Regions from separate parts of the Tachysurus fulvidraco genome. Here region 2 is linked to region 1. The links are chromatin contacts, called in public Hi-C maps. All regions are on one chromosome and are shown on one strand. The core of a region is the stretch at or near the end of the contact, and the rest is flanking DNA. Distances in the headings are between cores, read along the strand shown. Region 1 holds the start of tubgcp6 (gamma-tubulin complex component 6). Region 2 holds the start of plxnb2b (plexin-B2b).

The links. A called contact is a pair of places that touch in the nucleus more often than the background predicts.
Region 2: a contact with region 1 is called in a Hi-C map of muscle, with 2.7 times the contacts expected there. The contact joins the promoter of plxnb2b here to the promoter of tubgcp6 in region 1. A contact is called at or near these places in 2 of 4 Hi-C or Micro-C datasets (muscle and ovary).

What each region holds. Positions count from the first base shown.
Region 1 is chr10:7,193,501-7,199,326 of HZAU_PFXX_2.0, reverse strand. It overlaps tubgcp6 (gamma-tubulin complex component 6), which reads left to right and starts at 3,652. Exons shown (of 26, transcript XM_047819260.1): 1 at 3,652-3,910; 2 at 5,622-5,826. The coding sequence starts at 5,649.
Region 2 is chr10:7,333,103-7,338,928 of HZAU_PFXX_2.0, reverse strand. plxnb2b (plexin-B2b) reads left to right here and starts at 2,085. Exons shown (of 36, transcript XM_047819372.1): 1 at 2,085-2,512.

The sequences.
Region 1 (5,826 bases), core at 2,403-4,902:
TGTAGGAAGTGAAGTCTGTACCGTCTGCTCTGATCCCACATAAAAGCTACAGTAGCATGGATCGCTGAAGAACACTGGTACACCATGTTTACAGGTTGAGTTCAGCAAAGCAAACGGTCACTAAACTAAAAAAATGCACAAAAACCTAATTGCATAAGTGTGCACACCCTTTTACTGACTGAACAGTGTGATCACATTAGAACTTCTGTTCAAAATAATAATATATTAACTGATGTGACATACAGCTAAGTATGATGACCCATACACAGAATTTGTTCTCTGTATTTAACCCATCCAAAGTGCAAATACACAGCAGTGAACACACACACACCATGAACACACACCTGGAGCAGTTGGGGATGGTTTGGTGCCTTGCTCAAGGACATCTCAGTCGTGGTATTGCTGGTCCGAGTTAGGAGTCAAACTCTCTAACCATTAGGCCCTGACTTCCCCAAGGAATTCTGGTTAACATCAAATAAAAATGGTTCAATACATTAGGATTTTCTTGACACCTTTGTGGGGGAAATTCTATTCTATTAATCAGAAATAATAGTTCAAGTGAACTCTTTCCTAAGTTGCAGAGAAGAACGCAGCAAAGTCCTGTGGAATATCAAACATATTTATTCAATACACTTGCAAGTGTGAAGTCAATCTGTCCCGACCTAAGTCTGAACAGAGTGTGTTAGTTGGTTTGTAAAGCAGTTCTCTATTTATACAAGATGCTGGACCTAAAGTTCATAATTATGTGTCCGTGTGGCGTCTTCCACTGATCTTGTCATCCACTAATCATGTCGTTGTGGCAAGTGTCACACAGTTATTTCCCATACATCTGCAAAGTTCTTATCTTTTAAGCTTAGTGTGAAGTTTGGAAAACAGTTTGTGTGTGTGTGTGTGTGTGTGTGTGTGTGTGTGTGTGTGTGTGTGTGTGTGTGTGTGTGTGTGTGTGTATTGGTAAAGAATGTTCAATGTTCATTTTTGTTTTTCACAACATTTTTCTATTACACCTTCTTTTTTCAAATGCTGAAGCCATTTATAGTTTTCAGCGTATGTACAGAATTTCACTGTGGAAAGGTATCGATCATTAGAGAGGTATGAATGAATTTTCGAAACATCAAATGTACATGGAACAGTGTGAAGACCATCATCAATAAGTGGGGAAAATGGAACAGCACGGTGGCATTACTAAAAAAAAACATGGTGTACCTCCAAAACTGATGAAAGAACGAGAAAAAAAAAACGAATCAGGGAGGCTGCCGAGATCTGCAGCGATGTTAGAGGAGCAAAATACTGATCACTCCTTGCATGTGACCACAATCACTCATATTCTCCAAATGTGTGAGGTATGGGGTAGGGAGACTAGATGGGGAAAAAACACCATAGCCCAAATAAAATACCCCAAATCCTGTGGCAAAATGTGTTATGGTCTAATGGGACTAATTATCCTATAAACAAGACAGAGCTCATTGAGTTTATTGCTCAATAAGACCTTACCTACAGTGAAGCATTGTGGTGGGAGTCATCATGCTGGAGGCATTGGGAGTCATCATGCTGGAGGCATTGGGAATCATCTGACTAACAAGGTCAACCAAGGGTAGTACTGAATGAGCTAGTTACTGAATTCTGCACAGTATGGTAAGATTTTGCAGTAGAGTGGATGGTGAGGCCAGTTGGTGAAGCCTACCTGAGGAGAGAGCTGCACATCCTGTCTGTTGATGGAACTAACAACAAAGCGGACCAACACATACTGACCTGTGAACCGCCAAAAAAGATTTTGAAGGCAGGACTGACCACCCTCAAATCTAGCTGCTTGATGTGTTCTGATCTTACACCGGGTGACCTCCTATGCTCTGTGGTACTATGCTGTTCTCCAGCCTGTAAGGCAGACATTGGTGTAGCCCCTTTGATGGGGTACAGTCCCCAAGTAGACTTCTCTCGTTAGAAATGTGTTATGCCTCCAGCAAGTTAGAACTTGGGCTCCTCTTGCTGAAGGTAATTGCAGCAGGTTGGGGTGTGGTTTAGTGGGAATCTGCACTGGAATAGAGGTGATGCGTACAGAATATATTTGGCTAGCAGACCACCCCTGAGCCTGGTGGTCTCATGTATGACATATGATATATCTTTTTGGTGATTTCACTCTTTCTCTTGCTTTGAGTAGTGATCTGAGTGTCAGTGAGCGTCCATGAGTAGAGCAAAGCTGAAAGCCGTGACCAAGCTGGACTTCTGCAATGTTGTTTTGAAAAGTTTTACTTTACTTAATCTGATGCCAAAAAAGAGACCACATTTGTCTGCTGTTTCTCTGAGAAGTGTGCTGCTAGCATTGCTCCTGTCAAGTTAAAGCTGTAGAGAAAACAACCACTGGTCATGAGTGGGAGAGGAAGAAGCCTTTATTTGTCACATACAGTATAGCACAGTGAAATTATTATTTTTTTGCTTATCTTGTTGGAAGCCAGGGTCAGACATGATAGGGCACACCTGGGGCAGATGGGGTTTACAGGCTTGCTCAAGGGCCCAACAGATGTCTTTGGGCTTGAACCCTGACCTTCTGAGAAATAAACAAGCACCTGCACCACTGAGCCACCACTGCACTTTTTAGGAAGAAAAAAACCCCTGAGATGCTCAGTATCTGGAAAGCTTACAGAAACCCATTGGATTTTATATATATATATATATATATATATATATATATATATATATATATATATATATATATATATATATAATAAACAGTAATACATATCGATCCTTCATTCCGATTTTCAGGGAGTTTACCATCCAAAAAAAATTAAATATGACATTTTATGGAATTTTACTACATGAATATTATATCAAATGACTTGGCTTTTAAAGAGAAGCTTGCCATCCCATTCTTCTGCATATTCAAATTATTTTGTAATTTTCAAAAACATATTTCATTTCAGTTATTATATAGGATTGTTAAGTAGGACTATTTTTAAGTAGGACATGTCAATCGTTCCAACTAAATACAGTATATAAAAAAGAAAAAAGCTTAAAAGTGCTTTTTAAGAACGATTGAAGATTTTGCGTTGTCATTAACTCAAATAAATACCTCAGAAAACTAAAAACAATCGATCAAAATAATAATCCGATATGTCAGGAATCTAACTGTTTGCAGCAATGTTGTATTAAAGACCTTTATTAAGACTTTTTAATTCGTAGCTTTGTCGCCTCGGGTTTTAGAGAAACCTTTGCATTGATTAAAGTATTTTGTGGTGCTTTTGAATGTTTTTTTTAAATAAATTTTTACTGGTAAATGATTATAATATTAGTACTTTTTATCGCTTTACATTTAATATACTTAAACAACTTGAAATTCACCAGAAATATACCTTTACATATACAATTTATACACAGATCTATATGGATTATATAATCTGAATGGAGTTTACGTTTTCTGCTAAACCGAAAATGTGTGTGTGAGTATGTGTGTTTGTGAGTATGTGTGTGTTTGTGTGTTTATTTAAATCGTTTTTAATTCGTTTTATTTAATTAAAATAAAACAAATAAATAAAACCACATGATAGCGTTCATAGGAGGCGGGCTCTCTTACCGGAAGTGATACTTTCTAAGCCACGACAATCAGCCAATGGCAGCTCAAAACACTGAATTTTACCCAATCAGATCAGTTTGTGGGCAGGTTTTTTGAATCCAGCGCGGTCACCAAGGCAAATGACAGGAGCTAGAGACTGTTTGTGTATTTTTTCTATTCATGAACAATAAGAATAATTTATTTTTATAAGTTGTATGTAACTCCATATAAATCCCATGGAGTTCTAGTTAACTGGTTTACAGGATTGGCGTTTTCCGGTTTTAACAATGAGTACCAGGAGACTAACGGATGCAGTCATAACAACGCTGCACTGCTACAGCTGTATAATCCAGGAGTGCTGCGGTTCGTCTACTACAAACACACATCACTGCACATCACAGCTAATTATCCTTTATTACTGCAGGAATCATTTCATTCGGATCATTAATGTCGCTCAGAGCGAAGTAACACATAGCCTTCATGTTAGCATTTAGCATGTCATGTGTGTTAGCCTGATGGTGTAAGTCTGTCCTTCATGCACTTTTGTCTTTAACTGTTGACTACAGTTCATTTCCCAGATCTGGTCCTGAACAACCCTCAGTGCTTTACCTAAAATGTGTACTGTAGGACAGGGGATTCACTAAGACCAGGGTTAGGAGCGCGCGCGCGCGTGTGTTTTGTTTGTTTGTTTGTTTGTTTGTGTGTTTTGTTTGTGATTGTGTGTGTGTTGTTTGTGATTGTGTGTGTGTTGTTTGTGATTGTGTGTGTGTTGTTTGTGATTGTGTGTGTGTTGTTTGTGATAGTGTGTGTGTTGTTTGTGTGTTTTTTGTGATTGTGTTTGTGTGTTGTGTCTGTTGTTTGTGTGTGTGTTGTTTGTGTGTGTGTGTTGTTTGTGTGTTTGTCTCTACAAGCCTGACCATTAAACATTCTATTACAAAACCATGGGCATTAATATGGACTTGGCCCAATATTTTGCTGTTATTACAACCTCCAATCTTCTAGGAAGTATTTCCACTAAATTGTTTGGTCCTTTTACCAGGCACTGATGTGCAAGACACCGGTGTTCCAGTTCACCCCAAAGGTGTTCAGTGGGGTTGAGTCAAAGTCAGGACGTTCCAGTTCTTCACTGTAACTTTAACACACCATGTCTACATGGAGCTCTGTGCTTTGTGCACAGGGACATTGTCATGCTGGATGTGTGTTTGAGTCTCTTAGTTTCAGTGAAGAGAAACTGTAATGTTACAACATACACAGTCATTCTATACAGTTTTGGTGTCCAAAAGTTTGGCCATATAAAACATGTTAAAAATCACAGCCCTTACTCTCTCAGTATTTACACACACACACACACACACACACACACACACACACACACACACACACACACACACACACATCATAAACCATTTATGTAACAGAAATCTTTCTGATTAAAAACACTATGGTTACTATATTGTAAGATAAGACTTAAAAGTGACCAGTTAACCAGCTGGCAAATCAACCTGCTAAAGCAGTAATACAGTAACATTCATTTCAGTTTAAATAAAATTTCATTCAGTTATTCTTTTTATTTTGCACAAAAACTAAGCAATATTCAGAGGACGTGTGCTGCTGCTTCAGTATCCTCTGTCTATACTAGCTACACTTCTATGGTCAGACGTATGTGGGCACCCATAGGTGTTTCTTCTCAAACTGGTGGAAGCACACAATTGTGCACAATGACTGTTGTAACATTAAACGTTCTCTTTACTGGAAATTTGAGACTCCAACCCTGTTCCAGCATGACCAAGAAGACATGGGGTGTTAAGGTTGGAGTTAAAATCTTGAGTGTCCTGCACAGAGCCCTGAGTCTGACTCAACCCAAATGAACCCCTTGAGGATGAACTGGAACCCTGACTGAACCCCAGACCTCCTCACTTACAACATCAGTGTCTGAACTCACTAATCCTCTCAAAATTTAGTGGAAGTCTTCTAGAAGTGTGGAGCTTATGGCTGTGATGAGTCAGGGGTCCACATAAGTTTAGCTGTATACTGTATTCCACTGAAGTTATTAATAAAGTATTTCGTCTTGCAGGTTACATCGTACACTGAGGACGTCATCATGTACAGTAAACGTGGTATATCAGAGATGTCCTCTGTTCCCATGAGCAACAGCAGCATTACAGGTCTCCTGTCTGCACTGTGTGATCGCAGCTTGTCCGGAGTGTCATGGAAGCGCCGCACTTTCAGTGGTGTCCCTCGTGCATCGCTCCACCGCACCCTCCGTAGACGTGCCTATG
Region 2 (5,826 bases), core at 836-3,335, 140 kb before region 1:
AAACCCCCGAGGCACGGGGAGAACATGCAAACTCTGCACACACAAGGCGGAGGCGGGAATCGAACCCTCAACCCCGGAGGTGTGAGGCAAACTTGCTAACCACGAAGCCACCGTGCCCCCCTCAATTTGACTCAAGTCTAGAAAGTAAAAAAAATCCAATAAACAAACAAACAAACAAACGAATAAATAAATAAATAGAAAATCCTGAGAAATGACTCTGTTTAGCATTTAGTAATATCTTATATACGGTAGTATCTGTATAGTAATAGTAGTCTAACTGAGATTTATGTAATTAAAAGGGAGGAAGATAAACTGAAAGTAAGATGAAATAATCTAAATGCATGGATTTCTTTAAGGTCTGAATATAGTCTCCACCTTACCGAGAGAAAAGACAGAGAGAGCTGGGGGGTTTGTGTGGATAAATGTGTAGGGAGGTGACAGAGTGATAACTCCTAAAGAAGTAGCTCTGTAATCAATAACTACAGCATGAACTCAGTGTGTGATATACATTTGTGCCAAAAAATATTGATTGCAAACTTCATATTTACAACCACACCGTGAGGCAAAGAATGGTGCAATAAATTGCTCTTCACTCACAGAGATCAACTTTTCACTGTCCCATTATGGTTAGACGGTCCCTCCCAGGCTGTTAACTTAACTGACAGGTGTCTGAGGCAGCAGATTTAATTTGGCTGACTGTAAACTAGTGAAGAGGAAAAAATTGCTGGTGAGACACTTGCTGATCATAACAACGAGGAAAGCGGTGTAAATTTGCCAGATAGGATCAGGATCAAAATACAGAACACTGTAAAAGTGTTATAGAACAGATAAAGACTGGTTTCAGATGTACAGTTTATTCCTGTTGCTCCATTATTATAAGCGCCCAATTACTTAAGAATTCGTTTCACATTTACAGATGATGTTTCTTAAATTGAAGTATTTGTAGCGTGGCTTACGAAAACATGTTCAAGTTTTCTCCTTAAAAAGGATAGAAAAATCACGATGTGACTGATCTCATGGGCAAATCCTTCATGGTGGATAATCAGAATAAATCCCAAGTCAATATTTTAATCAGAGGTTCAGGTTTAAATGGCTGATTTGTTAAGACATGCTTAATATGAAGTCATGCAGCATGACTTGAATTCAAATAGAACTCAGATGAATAACTCATTGATTAGTAACATTCCTGCAGCGTTACCAGGATATGACTTAACTCTGAACAGGATAAAGGGGGTTACTGGGGATAAATGAATGAACAGATGAATGGAGGAGTGATTAGTGTTAAAGTCTGAGTCTGGACAAACACTTGGAGAACACTTTCAAAGAACTTTGTTCAGAGCAAAACCCTAATCTCATTTTTGTGCCATTATGCATCAAGTGATTTTGCATGAAGAGCAGGAAGAGGGTGAGATAAAGAAGCGCAATAGACTACAAGCTAAAAGGCCACTCATCAGCTCCTCCAGAACAGTGAGTGTTAAAGGAGAGCTTGTTCGCATGTTTTCCATGATAGAGCTTAATTTGTTTGCATCTTCTATCGGTTACATCTCTTCCAGCACTCTTCACCAGAAATGGGAGGAGAAAAGGGATCGTAGATGTCTCTCTCTCTCTCTCTTTCTCACAAACAGTCAGACTCTCTCTCTCTCTCTCTCACACACACACACACACACAGTCAGACTCTCTCTCTCTCACTCACACACAAAGTCAGACTATCTCCCTCTCTCTCTCTCTCTCTCTCTCTCTCTCTCTCTCTCTCTCTCACACACACACACACAGTCTCCCTCTCTCTCTCTCTCTCTCTCTCTCTCTCTCTCTCTCTCACAGACACACACACACACACACACACACACACACACACACACAGTCAGACTCTCTTTCTCCCTTCATCTCACATAACCTATCCTCCCTCTCAGGCTCTCTCTTTCACTCTTACACTCATTTTTCTCTGTCTCTCCCTCCCTCCCATCCTTTCACATACTCTCCTTTCCCTTCCTCTCAGAACCCCCCCCCCCGCCTCTCTCTCTCTCTCTCTCTCTCTCTCTCTCTCTCTCTCTCTCTTTCTCTCTCTCTCTCTGCCCCCACCGTCTTGTTTTCATAGCAGCAGGCTACACTTCGCCTCCATGTAGGCTACGTTAACGGCGTGTAGCCCGGATGTGGATGCGAGCAGGTCTCGCCTCCCTCGGTACACACACTCACGCATACGCATGCACACTCACACACACTCACACACAGACAACGTGCACACCTGGACGCGTCATGTGACCCGCTACCTGGGCGTGGAGAAAGACTGACAGTTATTTTACCTCGATGCATTTTTTGTTGAATGGGAGGTTCAGCTCTGAACGCGGTGTGTGCCAAATGCTGCCATTCTCTCTGCAAAAGTAAGATGTAAACTTTTTTGCGTTGGCGTCACTTTGGGGGAATTTATTTCTCGTTTTATTTGTTTGTTTGCATTTTTTTAAAACCAAAGCCGCTGTCTGGACCTGTTTGTTCCGCTCCTACCGATTCTTCCAAGGTGAGTATAGTGGGGCGTGTGTGTGTGTGTGTGTGTGTGTGCGCGCGCGAGCGCACGCGTGTGTGTTTCCGAAACAAACGATACTATTCCGCGCTTTTCTGTTGTTGTTGTTGTTGTTGTTGTGTTTTGAAGGAAAGTGTCGGAGGCGCGCGGTTTAATCACGTCGTTTACGCAAGCGGGCAAGTTAAGAAAGAACAAGGCGAGTGTGAGACGATGCGAGATTGTCTGAAAGCTATATCGGATGAAACATGTGAAAGCAGAGCATCTCAGACAGACAGACAGACAGACAGACAAAAAGCAGTCTCGCGCATCATTAGGACCCGGTCGTCACCGCTGCGCGTTAAGGGTCATTCTCGCGCGCGTGTATTGTTGCCATGTTGGGCGGCTTCCTGTTTATTGTGTTGTATTTATTCACCCGATGTAGATATAAGCTGGCAGAGTAATGGGGATTGGTTTATAGATCAACTGGGACGTGGTCACGCCGTAATTGATTTGGAAACAATGCGTCCAACAGCTGGCGTCTCTTCGCGTTTGGCTCTAAAACACACCGTTTAATCTCCGTTTCCCTGAATAAACTCTCCCACTATTCTGTACAGCAGCGTTCTGAGTGTTGAGTGTTGTGTGTGGTCTTTTTCTATAATCAAACTTACTTCAGTTTTATGGACATGCATTCAGAATAATACACCAAGTTTGTCTCTCAGATATTTCTAGGAGTCCATTTGGATGATGAATTCTCAATAGCATCACATCCAGCAAGGAACACCCAGAGCTTGCAGTCTCATGCTCATTTTTTAAAGGCAATTTTTTTTTATACATACAAGAAGAAGGTGTGTAAAAGCTTAAAAGCTCTTCTTTCCAATAAAATGGAATCAAATAAAAACATTTCAGACAGTGTACATTTATTCGTGTGTACTGCTTTAGGAAGAACAAATGATTTCATCCTTCATCAGACCATCCTCTTTTAGTCTCACTGACCGTGAGCATAAAGTTACTACTGTCCATCAGCTGCGTCCTGGTTCTGGTTTCATAGCATGCTTATTTCTTTGTGTGTGTGTGTGTGTGTGTGTGTGTGTGTGTGTGTGTGTGTGTGTGCAGAAGATGATAGAAAAGCTCCTTTTTATGTGCGTGTTAGTTCTGGTGCTGAGACAAAAGAGCAAGACAGTAAGTCCCATTCAGCGCTGTCTGAGGGTTTTGTGTCTCTCGGTCCCTGGTACCATTTACCATGTGCCTTAGACTGAGACCTTAGATCTCTGAGAAATCTGACAGATCTTTACTGTAGAAGAGAAACTGCTTGTTTTGGGGATTATCCTCATTAAATAACATTCAACAAAATTCAGTCATGAGGAAAAGGAATTAAGAGACTTTCTCTTTGTGTGTGTGTGTGTGTGTGTGTGTGTGTGTGTGTGTGTGTGTGTGTGTCTGTGTGTGTGACAAGGACTGGGAGTGGCCCCGATTGCTCTTACTCACTGGACAGTGAGGGGCATCCAAGCCCAAACACAGGCCATCTGTGCATGCATCTCTGTGTTACCCAATCGTTCACCACATACACTCTCTGTAACAATTTTAAATAAACAATTTTTTTTATGATTTTTCATTTTCAATGCTTATCTCCTGCTCATGGAATAGATAGAAATGTCAGCTATTCCCTTATCAGAGGCACAAAGTGGCGATGAATGATTTCTCAATACTGCACAGCTTAGAATGACCCCATTCACCTTCAGTCACTACGCTTTTCCCCCCAAGCCTATCTCCATAATGTCATTAACGTCGAAATACGTTCATTACTCACAATCATAAGCAAGTCAGTGAAGTTGTTCAGCTTATTTCTATTTCAAAAACCCAACCCAACACCTGACATTACAAAAAACCTTCGAAGGACAATGCCGTCTTGTGTTCAGTCATAAGTTTCCATTAGTTATTAGTGCTTATAAAACACTAGACTGTTTGTAAGCCCTTATTTTCCATTTCTCCTCCCAAATAGCTCTGCACAGAGGAGGCTATATTTTACCTTCCCTTTTACTGCCGTTGGGTAAATTGCTGTCATTTTGAGGTCTGTTGATCTTTTGTGTGCTCTGTGTTGTTTAATTCAAAGTGAGTTGGTTTCACATCGAAGTAAAGGATGCACTCGAAATTACACACTCAACAACTGATGCTTTATCTTGGCATATAATACATCACCATTAAACTGCTTCAGTAAGTGATCTTTCATAACACTCGCTTCGGGCAAAAACATGTACAATCATACTAAAAACTCTTTGTTTATAATAGTGTAAGCACATCTACTAAACTTCATCATTTTGTCAAACTCTCATTCGTTTTTATTGGTTATAAATCGACTAATCTACAGATTAATCTACAGATTAGTCGATTTCTCTCCTCTATATATACTAAGCTGGATGATAGCATGAAGGCGTGTGCAAAATTCTTCCCGCATAACAGCCTCGAATTTTCCCTTTTGTTTGGTTTTTTTTCAGCAACGACGAAGCTTTTACCTGCCGAACTTGTTTTATTTTTCCGTTTAGAGATATCATCGCTTTAAATCAGCAGCTCTTAAAGTGATGACTAAGATTTCCCACTAAATAATAGAGAGATTATGCTTTCGGAAATCTTCTATCTGAAGGTTTGAAGTCACTGACAGTTGAACTCGAGACTCAGTCATTCTTAAATTGCAGTGCAGGGCCACAGCTTTGTTAGCTAGTTTTACATTTTTTGTTTTATGTGCCAGACCCTGTCATTAAATTAGTAATAGAACTGCTACAAAATAAAGCTGCCTCGAAATTGGTTGAGGCTTGGTAATAATGACTAGAAGGTTGCGACTTCAAACCCTGTCACTGCTAAAGAGCTGCTAATGGGCCTTTGAGAAAGGCTCTTAACCCTCCATTGCTCATCAGTATGCTTAGATTGTAATCTGATAAGTCATTTTGATAGAATTGATATTTCTGGATTAAAGCATCTGCCAAATAAATAAAAGTCTATTTTTTTGGAGTGACAGAGTAAGTGTCAGGACCTGTTCTAACAGGAATTAGTTATTGACCGCTTGTATTTTTAAGCTGTCTAATCCAGCTTTAAAGTCTACGCTCCCCCCAGACCTGTGAAACCCTGGTCTAATTGTATTTTTTGTCCTACTGGACACTGTGGCATGCCTTGTAATTTAACTCTGATCCTAGATTTTGCCATAGTTTTCACTGCCAAGTGACCTGAAATGTAACAAAGAAGTGCTGAATGATTTGTCGGTTAATGGTCAAATGGTTCGGTTTGTCTTATTGTCACGAACAGTGAAAGATTGAACAAACACAAAGGATCGTCTTGATATT